7 separate regions of the Mus musculus genome follow, and regions 1, 2, 3, 5, 6 and 7 are each linked to region 4. The links are chromatin contacts, called in public HiCAR-type and promoter capture Hi-C maps. All regions are on one chromosome and are shown on one strand. The core of a region is the stretch at or near the end of the contact, and the rest is flanking DNA. Distances in the headings are between cores, read along the strand shown.

Region 1 (2,700 bases), core at 10-2,509, 2.1 Mb after region 4:
GGATTTTAAAACTATGTGAACCCATGAAGCATAGGTGTAATTTCATCATATTTAAGTAATGAAGTTCACATTCTTAGTCTTCACACACTTTATGCCAAAGTATTCGGGCAAGCAGTAAACTGACCACCAGTCTGTCCTTTGGTTCTGTCATCTAACAAAGAGAAATCCTGACAAAGACAAGCTATACTGTACTCACACACCTATCCAGCAGTTCTCAACATCAGGATACTCGTCTTTTCTTGGATCCCTTCCTTGTATGTGTTGAACACCATTCCAAGCGTTTTATTACGAATTCTTTCATTTACTGTCTGCATTCCAATGTAATAGGTATTGTTAGTTCCATTTTCCAGATAAGCAATCTAAACGTAGGTTTGATAATCTAACAGGGAAAGCTCCAGCACTAACCACTCTATAGTATTAGTGTTTTCTTATGGAGCGAGGAGGGCGGAAGTCATCAAAGGTACATAGACAAACAGTCACACACACATACACACACACACACACACACACACACACACACACACACACACACGCGAGACGGACACTTCTTTGGCGGTCAAGTTTCAAATCTGCGGAGCCCTGCAGACCTGGAGGCACCCATGCTGCTATATGGTCGTCAGGTCCAGGTGAACCTCCTTGCCACGAGAAGCCTGCGGATTGCACCTGGATCCTCCAGGTTTGCACAAGGGCCGGGAGAAAGCGCTCGACCGGTCGGTCCCAAGCAGATTACACACACTCGGGGAGCAGCCAGGGCGGGAACCTAGCTGCTCCCTAGCCAGCACAGCCCTGCAAGGCGGTGCACAGGTGCACGGTCGCACTCGACTGTCCTGTCGAGTGACCAGGGCTTTGAGACCCCAGCCCCTTGGGAAAGGGCGGGACTGGAGTGGAGGACTGCGGGAGGCAATCCCGGGCTCGGAGCCTACAGCGGCCGGCCGGTCCAGGGCACACGCGGAAGGGTCGAGGGGAGAAAGGATGCTCGAGCGGGGCGGGGCCGGTGGGGGAGGGGGACCCTGCCCGAACTCTCACTCACCGCCTCGTTCGCCTCCTGGCCCGGGCTCCGCGGCTCGCCCCACTCCGGTGCCAGCCGCTCACGTATCCTCCCGAGCCTCTAGTACCAGTCAGACTGCACCAAGTTAGGGAGAGGTCCGCGCAAGCCGAGGGAGCGTGGCGAGCGGGAACGAGGGGGTGGGGAGGGTGGGACGGTCGTTCTTGCCGCCGGGGACACCGCAGACACGACCGCCGCCGGCTCCACTCAGCCACGGAAGCTGCGGGCCCTCCCACCACTCCGGGTCCCGCCTCCGCACCCTCCCCCCTACCCGCCTGGGAGCGACAGCCGTATCGACCAATCAGAAACCTAGCGCCGTTAGGGCTAGCCCGATTTAGGGGGCGTTCGCCGAAGGAAGAGGAACGAGGGAGGCTAGTACGGCGGCGCGACTTCTGTGACTGACATCATAGCGCAGCCAATCGGTAACTGAGAGATGACTTCATCGCTGAAGGAAGTCTGGAACTGGCGGAGCGGCCGCCAAGAGGTGGGAGGAGGTCGGCGATGAGCCGGGGGGCGGAGTCTGGGTCTTAAAGAAACCGTAACACATCTGATCACCCTGTCAAAGGGTGACCGCGGAGCTAGCTACCTAGGGTTCGGTGCCCAGCCTGGAGGTTTAATGCAAAAATCCTGCAGTCTTCATCTTGGTCCTTCCTCCTGTCTTTGCTCCGCCGGGACTCCCAAGTCGATTATTTCACATTCGCATTTCCCGAAAGGACACAATAAATGCCGCTCTGGCCTGGAGCCCTGAACTCTGTCATGTCCCTGCCCTTCCGTGGCCAAGCGCTTTTTTTCTCTGAGTCGGTTCTCCTCCGGTAAAAGGACTGACACCTACCTGCCTAGACTGTTGAGATTATTTATCAACAGCGGAAGCGCTTGCAGCTGGAGGGAAAGAGTTGAATGAACCCAGATTTTATCCGGGGCCTCACTGCACTAAATGAATCTGGGCGGCTCTTCCAACTTTAAAATTCTAAACTGCTGGTGTGTAGCCTAAAAGTGTGTGTATGTCTGTGTGTGTGTGGGTGTGTGGGTGTATGTGTGGGAGAGAGAGAGAGAGCATAACTGCATAAATCCAACATTTAAAGAGACTTATCTACTAAAGCGGTGAGACTAGTTAAAGCCCACCCGGTCAAGTTGCTAAGAGCCACTATGGAGGCCCCTTTTCTGGAACACCACCCCTTCCCCCCAACAAAGGGGGAGAGCGCTGAAAAGGAGAAATAATTCGGACTTGGTGCCTTAGTGTTTCCGAAACACTTTCCCTTGGGAGATATAAACAACCGTCTATCTCCTCCTTTTAGGCCACCATCCACTGGATAAACTGAAGTATGATTGCCCCAGAGTCCAACGTGGAAAACCAGTGAGTTTATTGGGCTTGCTAAGAAATCATGGCTGGCCCCCAAAGCAGCGAGACCACCAAAAAGTTGCACCCCAGCATGGATGATGATGTCCCCATAGCTGCGTAGATGACATACACAGTTCAGTTAAACTTCCATAATCTACACAACTCTAGCCAAGTCACAAGACCTCAAGCAGCTAGGGCAAAATTGAGGACTTGAGAGATTCCTCTCCCCAATGAGCGGGGGGATGTTGGAGGAGGTAACTGGGATCCAGCAAGGATTCAGAGAAGCCCCCCCTAAGTCCTTCCGTCAATGCAGGAA
Region 2 (2,700 bases), core at 89-2,588, 2.3 Mb after region 4:
TGGTGGTTCTTATAAATCCATTCCAGGCAAATGCTCTCTTACCCCTTCCACCAATAGGTCACAGCCATCTCTTGCCTGAGAGAGATGTGCCTTCCGTATTCTACTCTCCACAGGGCAGCAGAGAGGATCGGGTTTGAAATGTCAATCAGTAAGTGCAACCACTGACCCTTTCCTACACAAAGTCATGAATCATTTGGCCCCCCATTTGCATTTCCACTTCAGTCAAACAGGTCCCTATGACCAACTGAAAACATGTCACAACAAACTTCCACCCCAGTTCTTTCATAACGAGCAAAAGGCACTTCTGGTTGATTTAAAGGAACGCGACTCTTTTGAATAAGACACCATGTAATATTCCCTCACCTACTTCTCAAGGTCTAGAAGAAAAGTGTAATATTTTCTTCCCTCTTCATAGATTACAAACGTGAGATTTGAGATTACCTGGTAAACATATGATAGAATTGGAATTAAAAAACTCAGATTACTCTTCACCGGAACATAAGCTGTCTGAATGGATAGGAATGGTCCACGGTGACTCTACATGGCTAAAGGTACATGCTGGGAGTTAGGGAAGAACATGGGAAACAGTCTGAGGAAAAGAACCAGAGGAGGAATGTTACCTGTGCCAAGAATGTGAAGTTTCAGGGAAAAGGGAAGTGTCAAATGGAAGGAACTTAGATACCTCTAAATCGAAGAACAAAGCACTTAACTCACAGTAACTATACAGGTAGTACATAACACCACCGATCTTGACTTAAAAAATAAACAAACAAACACCCTATCTTTTCCTGGCAATAAGGCTGACTAGGAATGTTCCATTAGCTATTGCCACTTGCCTGGGATAAGGTGTGACACCAGGCTGGCAGTAGACTTACAGCAAGCACCCCATCTTCACACTTAGTTTTTCCGCAGGACCAATTTGGACGAAGTTTGTGTGCAGTGAGAGTTGGGTAAGGGAAGGGTTGGCCTTAAACTTTTAAACTTCAGAAGGCAAAGAAAATAGCAATTATCTTCTTCCCTATTCCCTCTGGACCTTTGTGACTGATAGTCCAGACAGTCTCTGGGAAAGTCCAGAGGGGACTGCGGCAGAGGGTGGCTCCTGGCCTCGCCCTCCCTCTTGTAGCAGCAACTTTCCATTTATGCCCGTCCTTTTCGTTCCAGTTGTGACAGATTCGGTCCCCACATCTCCCCCGTGCCCTTCTCCCCGACCCATCCCGAGATTTACTTCGAAGCCCCAAACCCCTCCTCACCACGGCTCCGGCCACGGCGTGTACCAGACTTTCGTAGGACAGCACAGAGGCCATGGTGCCACACTTTTCACTCAGGCGCCTCAGAGTGTGCGGGTTCGTGAAAGGACCGTCTCAAGCCCCACCTCTCAGAAGTCTCCCCCGCCTCCACCAGAACGACTGCTTCCGGGTCACAGACTGCCCTGGTTCGCTGGGGAGAACAGCCGGGGAGGCGAGTGTGAAATGCCCAGGAACGCCCCTGAACATCGATTGGTCCGGATCGGTCAAGGGGCGGAGCAATGCTCAGTGGCTATGGAAGGATCTGTGTTCTGAGCACCCCCTGCAAAGGTTCCTAGCCCCTCAGTCTGTCAGTGTGCTTGCACACTAAATTGGTTAGTCAAGCCCATAAAACGGGAGGACATAAAAGTCCTTAATGACTCCTGCACCCCAGTTCCTTGCAAAATATATGTTGGCAGGCTCAGTTGTTAGTGCTTGCTTAGCATGACTACCAGCAAACCATAAACACCAGTAAACACAGTACTCAGGAAGTGGAAAGAGGATCTGGGGACTGAAGAGTTGGCTCAGTTAAGAACAAGTACTGCTTTTGCAGAGGATCCTCGTTTAGGTCCCAGTATCCCAAGCAAGTATAGTTCCAGGGGGTCTGACCTTCTCGGGTTTCCGCGCACACTAAGACATACACACACACACACACACACACACACACGACTAAATAATTTTGTTAAAAGAATTTAGTACAGAGTCACCCTCAGCTACAGAGAGAATTTGAGATTAACCTGGGCTGAGACTCGTCTCAAAACAAAAGCCAAAACAGACCTAAACCCTAAAACGTAGCCTGTAATCCCAGTACCATGGATGCTGAGAAGTGGAGTTGGCTAGCCAGAACTATAGAAACAGCGTCAAAACAAAAGCAACCCTCCAGGATAAGCTGATAGCCATAGATAAGGGGGTGGGTCAATATCTCCAACCTTCGTTTCTCCATTCAGCCATCCCAACACCCGCTGCGAGATATAGAATCAAGGCTCTGAGGCCCGGTAGTTAAACCTCTAGCATAGTTTGTTTAAACTGACAATTTGGGGCTGTATAGATATAGCTCAGCAGCTAAGAACGCTTGCTCTTCAGTTGCTATCACACAACCCTCTATGTCCCTCGGGACAGACGCCACAGCTTTCTGTCCTCTGAAAGAATCCAGGACTGCTTACATAAATGCACTCATGCACATAAAGGTAAATCTAAAAGCAAAGTCAGTATTTTACCCTTCCACTGTGATAGTCTTAAGGTTTCTATTCCTGCACAAAACATCATGACCAAGAAGCAAGTTGGGGAGAAAAGGGTTTTATTCAGTTTACATTTCCACATTGCTGTTCACCACCAAAGGAAGTCAGGACTGGAACTCAAGCAGGTCAGGAAGCAGGAGCTGATGCAGAGGTCATGGAGGGATGTTTCTTACTGGCTT
Region 3 (2,700 bases), core at 125-2,624, 2.4 Mb after region 4:
TCAGGATAGTTGTTGACGAATGGATAAATATGTCCTCAGTATCTTAATTAACTATGGGTTTCTAGCATCCCTTAGGGGGTCTGTAGACACATAGACCAATGACAGATTTAGTGTGGGAGGTAGAACTTGGGCAGACACACACACACCTTGCAGGGCTCTCACAAGTCTCTGTGCAAGTTAAAACTGTGGTGGTATTCAGGATGTATTGCCCTGCTTAGCAAGTGCATCAATGACACACCGCATTACACACCAGCAAGTATTTCTTTTAACAGAACATTTCAGGACAGGCAGTGGTGGCGCATGCCTTTAATCCCAGCACTTGGGAAGCAGAAGCAGGCAGATTTCTGAGTTCGAAGCCGGCCTAGGTCCAGTCCTGAGTTCCAGGACAGCCAGGGCTACACAGAGAAAAACCCTTTCTGGGGGGGGGGAGGGGCACATTTCCGGTAAAACCCTTTTTGTTGTACTGTTGAGGGAACTAGAACACACAGGAAATTCAAGGGTGATGTATTCTAGTCATAACTCCGCAAATTTAGGAGACAAAACAGCGGAGGGCTGGACTAATCATGGAAGCTTACAAAACGTATGTGTTCTGTAGCTCGATGGTAATGACCGGTAAGAAAATCAGAATGCCTCACCAGAACTCAAGTTCAGCCACTACAAATGTACTAATTTAATCGTAGCACAGTAGCAAAACTCGATAGGAAATGAGGAGAAAGGAGGACCATTTAGAACTGGCTGGTTATGGGATTTACTATGGCATCCCCATCACCTTTCCTGTGAGAAGATAAAGGCAAAGTTGCAGAATGCCTGCTCTGTTTGCTCCTGGGCCTCTTCTCTCCCTATCAAATAATTTCCCAATCTGAAATTGATAACGCAGACGGTGACCAGGCCTTGGTAAGCCGGGCCACAGGCCTCCAGAGAGACACCGCCTGGCTCCGAAGCCGACCACGGTCAGCAGAAGGCCGGTTTGGAGTTTCGGGTTTCCAAAGACCAGCCCATGCCCTTTGCAACCACGGACTCGGGGGCAGCTCTGTGGATCTGGACCAGGGCTTAAGTCCTGGGGCAGAAGAAGGAAGCAGCCGCCGCCCCAAATGAAGGAGTCAGACCACAGGGCTTCCCAGAATGCGAGAAGCATCGAGACCTCACGGACGTTCCCACCGGTTGGCTCCCTTCTCTCGGCCCCGCCCGGCCCCGCCCGGCCCCGCCTCAATCACTCCAGCCTCCTCCCCAGCTGAGAGAGATGGGGAGGAGGGGGGCGGGAAACCTCCGCCTGCGCCTTTAAGGGGCGTGACCGCAGGCTCCGCCCCTTCTCCACGCTCGCGCCAATGAGGGGAGGGGTGCGGGAGGAGGCGCCTGGTGTGCGGGGCAGGCGGCGGAAAGTGAGCCGGTGCGCAGGCGCAGTGGTCACACGACAGACTGTGTGTTTCCAAAATGGCGGCGGCGATGGATGTGGATACCCCCAGCGGCACCAACAGCGGCGCGGGCAAGAAGCGCTTTGAAGTTAAAAAGGTTGGGCTCGCCAGCGCCTTCCTCAAGGAAGCTAGGGAGGCGCGGATATGGCTGGCAGGCCCGAGGAAGAGCTAGGCGCGGGGGAAAGGGCTTCATTTCAGGGCGTTCCTGGGACCGGGCACCAAGAACGGAAGCCGGGGGGCGGGCCTAGGGTTGATCGGCATGCTGGTGGCCCAGTGTCTGGGGCCCTATTAGTCTTGCTGGGGAAGCTGTGGGGCCAATCGCAGAGCTGCTTACTGAAATACGCGAGGTTGACTTCGATGCGGGAGCCAAGCGCTTGAGCTGTCACTGAAGTGACTGAGAGGTGGGGGAAGGACAGGGTGGGGTGGGTGGGATGCAGACTCGTGAAGAGACTGCGGCGGGTGGAGGATGGGGCCGTGCGGAGAACCCCGGGAACGTGAGATGACAGCGCAGAGGGGCTCTGCCGGTGTTCTTGCTCCGCCCCTTCCTGGATCCTAGAATCTATTGACTCCGAGGGACCTGGCGTGGGCCCTCGATTGTATGGCGGCCTCCATTGGCCTCTAAACCCACAGTCAAGTGTAAAGCTTGGTTCTAACGAGATGGCTACTAGTTGTCACATAGCATCTGCCACTCCAGTGGTTCTCTGATGTCCCTGTACACTTCTAACACAAAATGATAATTTAAAAGCCTGGTGGGCTTTGTTTTAAAAGCAAGCCCAGAACTTGTGCCATTTAAGAAGGTGGAGTACTAATTGCTAATGACCTGAGAACAGAAAAACAAAAATATGAAACGTCCTTTTGTATGCCGTTCCCCTTCATAGTTTGCTAGTCCTTTAAAAGTGTTGATTCCTACCTAAGATTACACAGATCTGTTAAAAATGAAGATCTTGAAGAGGGCAAGGTGTTTTCTTTTTATGGATTATTTTTGGAACGTGTCGCTGAGAATATCCCTCACCCCACCCCCTTTTTGTGTCATCTCATTGTGGCCACTGCTGCTCAGTTACAGCCTGCAGCCATTATGAAAAATAAAAATGTAATGTAGAATTTACTAAACTCTTATGCTTGAATTTGGAAAGTCAAACCAAAGTAGTCCTTGAAAAGGGTGCCTTGTCTAACATAAGAAGTCTTAGGTCGACTTACTGGAGCTAACAAAGTAATTGTTTGGATATATGAACGTTGAGAACATCAGTTTACTTGGTAAGAGGAAAAGAAAATCGCAGTGGATTCTACT
Region 4 (2,700 bases), core at 133-2,632:
GGTGTGGGTGTGGGGTGAGGGGTATGGGTGTGGTAGTACACACCTCTGATCCCAACACTCAGGAGGCAGAGGCAGGTGGATCTCTGAGTTTGAGGTCATCCTGGTCTACATAATAGACCCTAGGACACCCAGAATTACATAATAGAAAGATCCTGTCTAAAACCAAATGAGCAGGGAGGTAGCTATGCAAGCCTTTAATCCCAGTAAGCAGGGGGCAGAGGCAGGTGGATCTCTTGAGTTCAAGGGCAGTCTGGTCTACAGACTGAGTTCCAGGACAGCCAGGGGTACAGCTGGCTGATTTTTGAAAAATCAGCTGTAACTCCAGAGGATTGATGCCCTGTGTGCATAATTCACTCATACAGAGGAATAAATAATCTTAAAAGTAAGGTCTTTATTAAACCCTAATTCTTTCTTGCTTAAATAAACCAAAGCAACCAGACAGGCAAACAAAAGGAACGACTTTAAGGAGTCTAGGGCTTAAGGAGCCAGGGGGGAGAATGGCAGTTCTAAATAGGACGCTTTGAGTAGAGGGCGTTGATTAGCAACACTCGTCCAGCAAACTCCTGTCTTCAACAGAGAGCCAGGCAGTGATACCGGGGTCATTTGTACTAAAGTCTGGTCAGAGGTAAGCATGAGTGCCGAAGCCCAGAGTTGTGTACCTGGCTGTAATAAGCAGAGATTGTTGTGACCCGGAGACAAGGATGCAGGTGCCCAAAAGGTAAGGCAAATCAGCTGTTCAGGGATTGGTTCTCGCCTTCCACCATGTGGGTCTCCCACATCGAACTCAGGTCGTTAGGCTTGGTGTCAAGGGCCTTCACCAGTTTGGTCATCCTGAGTGTTCTCAGGTTGATTTTTTTTTTTTTTTTTTTTTTTTTTTTGGTGGTGGTGGTGTGGGGGAGAAATTTCTCGCTGCAGGCAAAACCGTTTACACCTAAATCTAAGGTCAGGAACGCTACATCTTAGCAGGTCACTTGTCATCGTCTCTGTACCGTTTTCTTCTGATTTCTCTTTATTTTTGTTGTTGTTGTTTTGGAGACCCCGCTTTATAATCAGATTGGCCTGGAAATAACTAACTTTGGTTATCCTCGAATTTGTTGCAGTCTCCTGCCTCCGCCATCCTTGAGATGGCAGATGTGAGTCAACAGGGTCTAGGCATTCTTCCCCTTTATCGCTTGCCCGCCCCTACTTCTGCGTGCACACCATACTCCACAATAATGTCCTTTGAAAAGCCCGTTTTGCAGGGAGGAAGGAACTCTGATAGTTTAGGAACTCCGTCCTTCCAATCAGAGCTACTTCGCTTCCCCGGCGACCCCGGAAAGGCTTTCGGGCAGGTTGGGCTGGGCGGGACTTCCGGTCCGGCCAAGCAGGCGCGGAGTTCTTCTTCCGCTCTCTCCCACGGGCTTCTGGAGCGCCGTAGCCATGTCTTACCCCGCTGATGACTACGAGTCTGAGGTAATGAAGCGGTGAGCGCGTGGCGGGGTCCGCGGTGGGCACCCGGTTCGGTGGGATCTGTCCCCGAGGTGAGGCGGCGTCCAGATCGGGCCGGAACAAGCGGACCTCGATCATTCCGGCCCTCCCGGCCCCGGGTCTCCTCCCCGGGTCCCTCCTCTGCCGGCCGTATGTCCCCGCGTGTAGTCGCAGTCAGTCGGAGGCGGGCTGAAGGGTGTTTAATGCTGAGTTCTTGGCTCTCATGGCGTCTGCTTCAGACGGGGCTATTACTGTGTTTTTCTTGTCTTGTTGCACCTGTAAGCGTGTTTTGTGCTTGCCCGGGGTCCCTTTTCTCTCACACATGTGAAGCCCTCCGAGGTAGCGACTGTCAGTCTTATCTGAGTAGTATGTTTTGCCTCCTGCTTGACATGGAGGCCCGAGGACGAGCATTTTTGGAGTCCCCATTTGGCGTGTCTCCCTAACTTTGTCTCTTTCCTTGCAGGCTGCTTATGATCCCTACGCCTACCCGGGCGACTATGATATGCACACAGGTGAGGCTCTCAGTTTGCCCGGCTGTCTCTTGCCTTCCAAGGATTGGCACTTTTTTCTTTGACCATCTCAGCGTTGACTCCCAACAGGGACCTGTTAAAAACTGCGTCCTAATGGAGTGGTGGAGTCGGCCATTAGGTCTGATTGGTAGGGTTGTGAAGAGTCTAATTAAACCAGGCCTTTTTTGTGGTCTACCTGCCCACGTCAGAAGAGGACCATCACTGACCCGGCTAGGTTTTTCTTACTTGGGGCAGATTTTATTTGTTATACTGGGGTGGAACCCAGAGCCCCATGCTTGTGGACGGTCTCTGAACCACACCCACAGCCCTCCTCCCTGAGCTGTCTGGCCAAGGTCAAAAAGCTTTGTGGCTTTGTTGTTTGGGTGCCGGAGATGAGATTAAACCACACACTCCAGCCCCAAAGAAGGAAATCTTGGTGTGAAAATCTTCCTTGATTCAAACCAAGTCTAAGTGAAATACTTTGGGGAGGCTTTTGAAGTTTACCGAAATGTTCTAGTCACTTTGAGATTAAGTAAGTACCAAGTGGCTTGCGATGCTCACAGCATGTATTTTATTGGCCCTTACAGTAGAGTAGTTTTACAAAGTAAGCATGTTAATGTGTCTTTAAAGGTGAAAGAAAATAGCGTACTATGCATCATTTGGTTAGAAAGTGAGTTTCCTTTCCTGTTTTTTAAAGATGGGGGTCTCGTTATGTAGCTCTGGC
Region 5 (2,700 bases), core at 24-2,523, 2.4 Mb before region 4:
GACAGCCAGGGCTATACAGAGAAGCCCTGTCTCAAAAAAACAAACAAAAAAAAAAAAAAAAAGAAAAAAGAAAAAACAATAACAAACAAAAAAGTCAAGCCTTAGGTGGGGAGTCTGCTCAGGACTTGATGGGGGTGGGGATACAGATTGACAGACCTTCTGGACCAAAAAGGGAATAGAGTCTGTCCTCAGGAACAAGAGGAGGATACAGAGACTTAAGTGATCTTCCCATGAGTATGTTGTAGGTGCCCATATAGGCATGGCCATCTAATTGGTGGCTCTATTCTTGGGCTCAGTCACCATCTATGTTCTAAGTTCTCCTGGCTACTACAATGGGCAGCTTTGCATTGAGGGTCTGATTAGAGCGCTGATGGCAGAGGTTGGTGTCAGAGCCAACAATCCAAGACCTTCATGAGCACTAAAAGCTTTTGAGAATTCACCTTTTCCTGTGAAGCCCCTCCCCATTGTACCATCAACAGGACAGAGACCCTGGCAGGTGCCAAGGAAGGTACAGTCATGAGTGGAGGAGGGAATGGGGACACACAAGGAGGATGAGCACAGTGGGACTTCACTTCCTCTGACAGTTCTGCCCCTGGCTGGGTTGTGATCTTATCTCAGATTCTTCTTTTAGCTCTCATCTGTCTCCCCTCCCCACCCCCAATCCTATCACCTCCTGCCCCTCTGCTTTTCGTCCTCAGAGCTCTAGCTGAGAGTTCCTGTGTCTCACCTGTCAAATATCCCTATGGCCTCAGACCTATTCACTAAAGAAGACATTCTCTCCTGCAAGTCTGAGGTCTCCCTTTCCACTGGTCCTTCCTTGGTTCCAGTTAAAGCCTGGCTCCTTGAACTGACATTCAAGGCTCCTCATCGGGACTGCTTCTCCCTGATCACAGTGTCCCAGGGTCCAACCATCACCCAAACTGCTGCCCATCCTCTTTCGAGCAACGAGGGACTCCTACCCTTTAATCAAAGGATAGGATAAATAAAGATCACCCTTCCGGGAACACCTGAACATTTGCCCTTCCCGCCCTACCCCGGACATCAGGGTGTTAGTACCACAGAATAGAGCACGGGAATTAAAAAAAAAAAAAAAATCTTCCACAGTATCAACCAATCAGCTACCGGAGCTGACCCCGCCCCTGTCAATCTACAGTGGATGACTCTGTCCCTGGAGGACGCTCCTTAGGCCCCGCCCTCGCAAAACGACTCAGCCCAGCCTTCCCGCCCAGCCTTCCCGCCCAGCACCGCGGCTTCCGCTCGGGACACCTCGGGCCGGAAGTGTCGCGTTGCCATGGCGAGGATGGGCGCGGGGCCCGCCCCCGTGGCGCCTGGAGCAGCGCCGGGCTCCAGGGTCGGCCGGGCCGGGTTCAGGGAGCGGCCAGGGAGGTTCCAGGTGAGAAGGCCGGCGATTGTGAGTGAGGGTCGGGTCTATCTGGGGACGCGGGGGAGGCCCAGCACGGCTGGGCGGGGCATAGCGGGTGAGCCAGCGCCGGTTCTTCTGCGGCCCGGTGCTGGCCCGGCAATGGAGCGGGTCGTGAGGGGCCTGCAGAAGGGGCGCCAGCGAGGCGGCCAGCGGAGGGTGGGTTTTTGTTGTTGTTAGTTTTTGTTTTTGTTTTTGTGAAACCTATCAGTGAAGGAAGTTCTTGCAACCTGTTGGTCGGGCAAATCCATCGACAGTCTTCATTCTGACCTTAGGACCGCGAAGGGACTTTCCTGTGCTTCATGTGGGCTTTGGTGTTCAGTCAAAGCACACTCTAGAGCCTCTTACGGCTTCAAGTGCCCCTTTTCTGGAGGCTGTGCCTCCTGGATTGTGGTTGGGAGAGGAATGTAAATGAGCTTGTGAAAACTGTTTGGGCTCCTTTGGGTTCCTGACGGAACCAGTGCTAGAGGCTAGAGACAAGGAGGATTAATTATTACGGGTGCAGAAGAGAAGTGTGTATTGGCTTGGGAGGTAGAGCAAAGTTAGCTGACTCCTGACTGCTCCACTTTTCTTCCATATCCTTACTTGGGTGGTGAAGGTAGAGGCGAGAGGGCAGACCTCAGTGAGCCCTCTTGGGTGTCTTTGCTCCCTAGGTCTTCCCTTATAGGATTGGGGTTTTCTTTGGAGGCTTTGTCTTGCTTTAAACACCCTGGCTCTTTAGAAGGCCACCTGATTCACTTCATGGAAACCAAAGCTGCCACTAGCTCAGCATGAGAGCCGGTTGGGTTGAGGGACTGGAGGCCTAATGAGACCTGCCCTAACCCGCTGGCTTCATGTTGTCATGGTGATGGGACTTTCAGGTCTCTCAAGGGCTGCTAGTCTGCCTCTGTTGCTAGTTTTTGCCCAAGGAGGTTTTTTTTGGGGGGGGGGGGCGGGAGGCGGGGAGGGTTTTCCTCTCCTAAGGCCTGGTTTGACTTCCTTCCCTGTTGGCTCAGGCCTTCCTATTCCCCGCCTCTTTTTTTTTTTTTTTAAGGAATAATTCTTTTAAGTATTATTTATTTATTTATCGTTTTGGGGTGGGTACATGCCATGATCCACGTGTAAGTGGTTAGAGGATATCTTTGTGGATCTCCTGGAACTGTCATTTTGTAGTTGTGAGCCACCCTGTGGTTACTGGGAACTAAATCCTGGTGCTCTGGAAAAGCAGCCACCTGTGCTCTCAAGCTCTGAGGCATCTCACCAGTTCCTTTACTTTTTGTTTTTGAGATAGGGTCTCACTA
Region 6 (2,700 bases), core at 150-2,649, 2.3 Mb after region 4:
CCTTGGCAGCTGTAGAGATTTAGTTTGTTTGTACTGTTGCGTTTTTCACCCTCAAATTCTAATGGTGCCTAAGCTTTCTTCTAATTCTGTCTTTAAAATCTTTTATCAACGAGACTAAAACAACAAAAAGGAGAAACCAATTCCCCAGTAATACTGTTTCCCAGCAGCTGGCACAACAATCATAGTACGCAGGCGAAATACTCTCCAGTTAGTCCTGCAAGCACACTGGTCTTTGAAGGAAAAAAAAAAATTCCTAAAGTAGCTGAAGTGACAGCGCTACAACTAACGTGGGTATAAATAATTCCCAACAAAATTCCATGCAATTAAAATCGTTGTAAGGCCAAGTACAGATAACTGAAGTTATAGAATAAATAAGTTACCACTATTAATATTTTAAACGACACATGGGTCAATGCGACTTAAACAAGACGCCAGGTTCAAGAAAAACAATCCCTTAGTAAAAGCTTTGTCTTCGTTCGCGCATTATTTCCACTGCTCAAATATTCACAACCCAAACACACCCCCATAAAGACTTAACTGCGGGGGGTGGGGGGGAACCAACTCTAACCTCTGCTTTTCCACCCCTAAGTTGCCCAACGCTCCAGATCCCTCCGAGAACCTCTCGAAGCCACTAAGAGCCACGAAGGGGCCTAGAACCGCTCCCCTCCTCCCTACGCCAGCTCGGGGCCCACTCCCCAACCCCCAACTTTCCGTCCCCAACGGTCCACGGGGCCCAGGGCTCTCACCTCTCCACCCACTCCCTCAGGAAGCGCATTTCCTCGGTGTGCAGGACGCTCGGGTCCTGCCTACACATCTTCACGAAGGCCCGAAGCTCGCTCACTTTGCGGGGATCCATGGTGGGAGGCTGGAAGCTGAAGGCGGTGGGCGGCTGCGGAGGCACGATGCCAGGCCCGGGAGCGGCTCAACGTGACCAAGTGGAAGGGGGCGGCTGCCGCGAGGCAGAACAGACTAGAACCTCCCCGGCCGCTGGCTCCTCCCCCCCAACGGCCTCGTGACCCCGGGCCTTCGCTCGCTCATTCCCACTCCTACCTCTGGACCTGTGCTCCGCCTAGAACCTTCTAGAAGTGTAGCTGCCCGTGACAATGCCTGCTTCGATCGGCGAACAGTCTCACTCGGATTCTTTCCTCTGACCTAATTCCCCGGGATGGATGAAGGACCTTGTGTCTGTGCGCTTTCAAGCGGGACATAGGGAGACATTTGGAATAAGATATTTCTTCTGTGAAGATGGGCATTAAGCAGAACGAGACGCCGCATGGAGGAGGGGGGAAAATAAATAAATGCCCGTGGGGCCGGCGCGCCCAAAACCTAGCCGAGTGACGTCACTGCTCTGCGCCGCCCCGGGAAGAAAGCCCGCGAGCCGCGCCTGCCGGAAGGGGCCGAGCAGTTGACTGGTTTCCTGGCGACGCGGCTGTGCTAGTGGCTTTCCCCAGAGTTTGTACTTTTCCTGACCAGTGGTTACAGGCCATGCCGTCTCTGCTCTCAACCCCCAAGCTGGCTCCCGTTCTAGCAAGGCTCCGCGGCCTCTCAGGTTAGAGTCTTTCCTGCCGGCGTCCCCTTCAGGTTCTTCCTTTGGAGAAAGCCTAAAGCAGCCCAAAGAGCTACAAGTTGATGATCCGTGGTTCTTCACCAATCGGCACCTGATCCCCCCTCACCACCCACGGATTTTTCTTTTGATCGATTGCTCTGGGAAAGAGTGGGCTTTAGGTTCTGTTATTCTGGGAAAGCTGGAGTGACTGAAGAGGAGGGAACTCCAAGGGATTGTCTTCAAAGTTACTCGAATTCTAAATTGGTAGCTTTTATCATCACACTTGACTAAATTGTTTAATGTCAAGTAGCGTGTGTGTGTGTGTTAGGTCAGGGTAAATCTTTCGCCTTTTCATAGGTTTCATCGGAGAGCTAGCTCAAAAGATAGAGCCGGGCTGTGGTGGCGCACGCCTTTAATCCCAGCACTTGGGAGGCAGAGGCAGGCGGATTTCTGAGTTCGAGGCCAGCCTGATCCAAATACAGAGTGAGTTCCAGGACAGCCAGGACTATACAGAGAAACCCTGTCTCGAAAAGAGAGAGAGAGAGAGAGAGAGAGAGAGAAAGAGAGAGAAGAAACACGTCTAGAAACAAATGCTTTGTGCAATTCAGTTTGTAAAGAACTAAGCGAGGGACGTGCCTAAGTCTTACATAAACAGTCAAGGTGATAGAGCACGGAGAATGTGAACCCTCCGTGTACAATATGGTGAGCAATTAACCTAACATAAAATTTTATACTGGAGAGTGAGTCACCTACTTTGTAAGGAGACCTAATGTTGGATTATACTTCAGACGAGGTGTGCAAAATCTGAACCAGAAAATAGGGTATTTGACATTAAAATTGATCTTGATATTTGCATGTGATACTTGGATTCGCTATTTAAAACTGCACCATTGCACGGAGCCTATTCTGTAATCCTGGTAGTTAAGATGTGCCTTTAACGGAAATGAATGAAAATGTGGCAGGCCACAGACTGTGACTAGACTAGAACCAGCTTTTTGTTTCGGATCGTTGACTTTCTTGTAGCTTCGTGTAAATCCTGACTTGATCCAGCTTTAGGACTAAAACACATTAAAAAAATCTAGTAAATATATTATAGTTTGTTTCTGAGGAAAAGTAAGTTCAGCATCTTGTTATATTACCACTAAATGGTTTGC
Region 7 (2,700 bases), core at 190-2,689, 2.8 Mb after region 4:
AACCAGACCCAGGTAAAGGAAATGGGGAAAGGTTCCCAGGCAGGCAAGCAAAATCCGTACATCTGAAACCCGGGCATCATCCAATATTCAGAAAGTCTGAGTCTCCTCCCCATTACAAGGCCTACCCTAGGACCAGACTTACCAGATCCTCAGCAACCCTCCCCGGCAGGGTGTTAAACCTCCCTAATCCTGCCTCCCACACCAGCTGTTTTCCCCAGTGCTTAAGTGAGGCATTGGGGGTAGGCGCTCAGGCAAGCAACAGGATTTTTATTGTTGTTAAGAAATCAAAGAGAAACCAAACCCACTCCCAGGCCAGGGTGGATAGGTTAGGGTGGATGGGGGGGGGGGGGGTAGGTTAGACACCGAACTGGCACCGGAAACCCTGTCTGCTGATCCCAAAGCCTGCTGTGTGAAGTTCTGGTTGCTCCCAGGGGAGGGGATGGCTTTTCCCTTTTCCCTCCTTAGATTTTTGGTCAAGGGCGGAGTACATCCCCCTCAGACAGAAGGGGAAGTTTAGGAATAGAAGAGATCAGACACAATTAATACACTATCCGACAGGCTCTTTGGGTACTTTTTTTTCCGCCTACACAAGTATATAAAGAGCTCAACCTGCAATGAGTTCTTGCTCGGCAACCCAAGGGCACTCTCCACTAACCGGCCCTGTCACCAAGAAGGGGATGTCCAAATTTCCCATCTCACAGGTTCCAAAGGGACAGAAACAGACTGTGTTAATAATCACCACCCCGCACACGTGAAAAGCAGCCGAAAAATAAAGATAGAATCCCCTCCCTTCCCATAATTTATTTAACTCTGGCCAGAGTTTGGTTTCTGGGGGGGGGGGGCAAGGAAAACATAACGAGTGAGGCGTGAATAAATGGGGAAGGAGGTCAAGGAGGAAACGCTCTCCGCTTAGGAGAGGGCCGCACTCGAAACTAGGTACCCCAGGATCAAAGAGAGTGATGGAGAGCGAAACAGGGGCGGATCCGGAGAGGGGCAGCAGGGGAGTGGACCAGTGTGGGCGTCCCCCGCCCGCAAGCCCGCGCACTCACTCGGGTCTCCACGAAGGGTCCGCTCTGCAGGCCGCGGGACGGAGGTCTCTCTCCCAGCTTCCCGGGCACCGCGAGGCTGAGGGCCACGGTGTCCTTTTACGTCGTTTGAGGGTAGAGAGGGACGAGGACCGAGCTCATGTGATTCTTTCCGCTGTTTTTGGAGGTCGAGCTCGGCGGCGACGGCGCGGGGATGGCGGACCCGAGGATGGCACCCGTCACGCGGTGGATGGAGGCCAGCCCTGGATGTACTCGTCTGGCAGGTCCTGTCCTTCTGGCCTCTCGGTTCCCACGACACTCAGTCTCAACGACCTGCACCTTCCCGCGCCTGGGCCCGAAGTGAGCAAAGTCAATGAAAAGTTTCACCCTCAGCAACCCTGCGCATGAATCTGCTTTCCCCACCCCTGCGTGATGCGTCCCTCCGCCCAGCCGGGGCGGGGCCGGGACTACTTTTCCTCCCTTGGCATCTTTAACCCCTCGCAGCCCAGTCGTAGGTTGGGATTCCAGGTTCTGCGGGAAGTGTAATAGCGATCTTCTCACCTTGTCTCCTCTAGACCCCTCCCTGCCACGTCCTCAGCGGGGCTGCTCACCCTCGGAATCCTTCTGAGCGCCTTAGCGCCGGATTTCTTCTCTTAAGACTCCAAAGCAGTCTGAGCTCGCCATGTACGTTTTTTTCTTTTTTTTTTAAACCGGTGTAGACCAACCCCGGGGAGGGTAGGGACAGACCTGGAACACAACAGGCCATTAGGAAGTAGCCTGGGACACAGTGGCTGTTGCTGGCATCACCGGGGCCCTGAGAACTCCAAACCCTAGCCCCAGCTCTCAAAGTTCCCTAAGACCTAGACGGCATGACTCTTCAGTTCTGACGGTCCCCGTGACTTGAACTCCCCGGTTCCGATTTGTTCATTCTGAATTTGGGGAGACAGTGGCACGATGCCACCTCCAGGAAGGTTCTGGATCTGAGTGTAGGCTAACCTGAGTTTACCAGTGTCGCCCTCCTGGTGGGGACGTGGAAGATCGAAGGGAAGGGAAGGGTGCAAGAAGATCGAGGGTTAGAAAAAAGAGCGGAGCACCGGTTAGTCATGCACTCCCAGCCCGGAAAGTTGGGTCCCAAACACCATAATAGGGCTGGCCACGCGCGACCGCCGCCCCTCTGCTGAGGTCCTCGAGCTCTCTGGAGCAGGTTACCCACGCACAGGAGAGCATGAGAGCCGCGCTCCTTCTAGCAATAGTCGCAGAAGAAGCGCCAGCCCTGGCAAGGTGAGCAGGGTGTTCATTAAGCCCGACAGCACCCGGCGGCGGCGAAGCGAGGCGCACCCGGGCCCGGATTTTGGTCACGCTTTTTCTACTCTGTGGCTTTGTGACAGTGCAGGCTCAGCGATGAGGGGGTCTAGGATCTGTGGCGGGTTGAAACCCTAGGAGAACTGGACTATCAGACTAGGCTGGAGGACCGCTGGCCTTGTGTACAGTTCCCCTAGCCCCCGCCTTAGTTCGCCTATTTTCCAATTCAACAACCCCTCCTCTTCTTCTTTTTTTTTTTTCTTGGGGGGGGGGGTTCGAGACAGGGTTTCTCTGTATAGCTCTGACTGTCGTGGAACTCACTTTGTAGACCAGGCTGGCCTCGAACTCAGAAATCAGCCTGCCTCTGTCTCCC

The links. Promoter capture Hi-C pulls out the DNA fragments that hold promoters and counts their contacts. HiCAR-type assays count read pairs that join an accessible place to other places.
Region 1: a contact with region 4 is called in a promoter capture Hi-C map of liver, with 3 times the contacts expected there. The contact joins the promoter of Mrtfa here to the promoter of Eif3l in region 4. A contact is called at or near these places in 2 of 39 promoter capture datasets (liver and pre-B cells) and 1 of 9 other capture datasets (liver).
Region 2: a promoter capture Hi-C map of pre-B cells shows a contact between it and region 4, with 4 times the contacts expected there. The contact joins the promoter of Slc25a17 here to the promoter of Eif3l in region 4. A contact is called at or near these places in 1 of 39 promoter capture datasets (pre-B cells), 1 of 484 Hi-C or Micro-C datasets (B cells) and 1 of 115 datasets of contacts at active chromatin or transcription factors (astrocytes).
Region 3: a contact with region 4 is called in a HiCAR-type map of astrocytes, with 7 times the contacts expected there. The contact joins the promoter of Rbx1 here to the promoter of Eif3l in region 4. A contact is called at or near these places in 4 of 39 promoter capture datasets (hippocampal neurons, liver, maxillary cranial neural crest and 1 more) and 1 of 115 datasets of contacts at active chromatin or transcription factors (astrocytes).
Region 5: a promoter capture Hi-C map of liver shows a contact between it and region 4, with 3 times the contacts expected there. The contact joins the promoter of Ppp1r16a here to the promoter of Eif3l in region 4. A contact is called at or near these places in 2 of 39 promoter capture datasets (liver and pre-B cells).
Region 6: a promoter capture Hi-C map of pre-B cells shows a contact between it and region 4, with 4 times the contacts expected there. The contact joins the promoter of Xpnpep3 here to the promoter of Eif3l in region 4. A contact is called at or near these places in 2 of 39 promoter capture datasets (liver and pre-B cells) and 2 of 9 other capture datasets (adipose tissue and liver).
Region 7: a contact with region 4 is called in a promoter capture Hi-C map of hippocampal neurons, with 11 times the contacts expected there. The contact joins the promoter of Tob2 here to the promoter of Eif3l in region 4. A contact is called at or near these places in 3 of 39 promoter capture datasets (cranial neural crest, hippocampal neurons and pre-B cells) and 1 of 115 datasets of contacts at active chromatin or transcription factors (double positive thymocytes).

Annotation. Positions count from the first base shown.
Region 1 is chr15:81,189,477-81,192,176 of GRCm38.p6, forward strand. Mrtfa (myocardin related transcription factor A) reads right to left here and starts at 1,260. Exons shown (of 14, transcript NM_001082536.2): 1 at 1,031-1,260. It overlaps 4930483J18Rik (RIKEN cDNA 4930483J18 gene), which reads left to right and starts at 1,377. Exons shown (of 2, transcript NR_015603.1): 1 at 1,377-1,529; 2 at 2,341-2,700.
Region 2 is chr15:81,359,427-81,362,126 of GRCm38.p6, forward strand. Slc25a17 (solute carrier family 25 (mitochondrial carrier, peroxisomal membrane protein), member 17) reads right to left here and starts at 1,339. Exons shown (of 9, transcript NM_011399.3): 1 at 1,251-1,339. The coding sequence starts at 1,304.
Region 3 is chr15:81,464,942-81,467,641 of GRCm38.p6, forward strand. Rbx1 (ring-box 1) reads left to right here and starts at 1,375. Exons shown (of 5, transcript NM_019712.3): 1 at 1,375-1,509. The coding sequence starts at 1,432.
Region 4 is chr15:79,073,841-79,076,540 of GRCm38.p6, forward strand. It overlaps Eif3l (eukaryotic translation initiation factor 3, subunit L), which reads left to right and starts at 1,383. Exons shown (of 13, transcript NM_145139.2): 1 at 1,383-1,452; 2 at 1,931-1,979. The coding sequence starts at 1,420.
Region 5 is chr15:76,670,370-76,673,069 of GRCm38.p6, forward strand. Ppp1r16a (protein phosphatase 1, regulatory subunit 16A) reads left to right here and starts at 1,274. Exons shown (of 12, transcript NM_001358933.1): 1 at 1,274-1,393. It also overlaps a transcript of Foxh1 not described here.
Region 6 is chr15:81,398,739-81,401,438 of GRCm38.p6, forward strand. Xpnpep3 (X-prolyl aminopeptidase 3, mitochondrial) reads left to right here and starts at 1,400. Exons shown (of 10, transcript NM_001347075.1): 1 at 1,400-1,549. The coding sequence starts at 1,486. St13 (suppression of tumorigenicity 13) reads right to left here and starts at 956. Exons shown (of 12, transcript NM_133726.2): 1 at 747-956. The coding sequence starts at 856.
Region 7 is chr15:81,856,887-81,859,586 of GRCm38.p6, forward strand. Tob2 (transducer of ERBB2, 2) reads right to left here and starts at 1,440. Exons shown (of 2, transcript NM_020507.3): 1 at 1,050-1,440.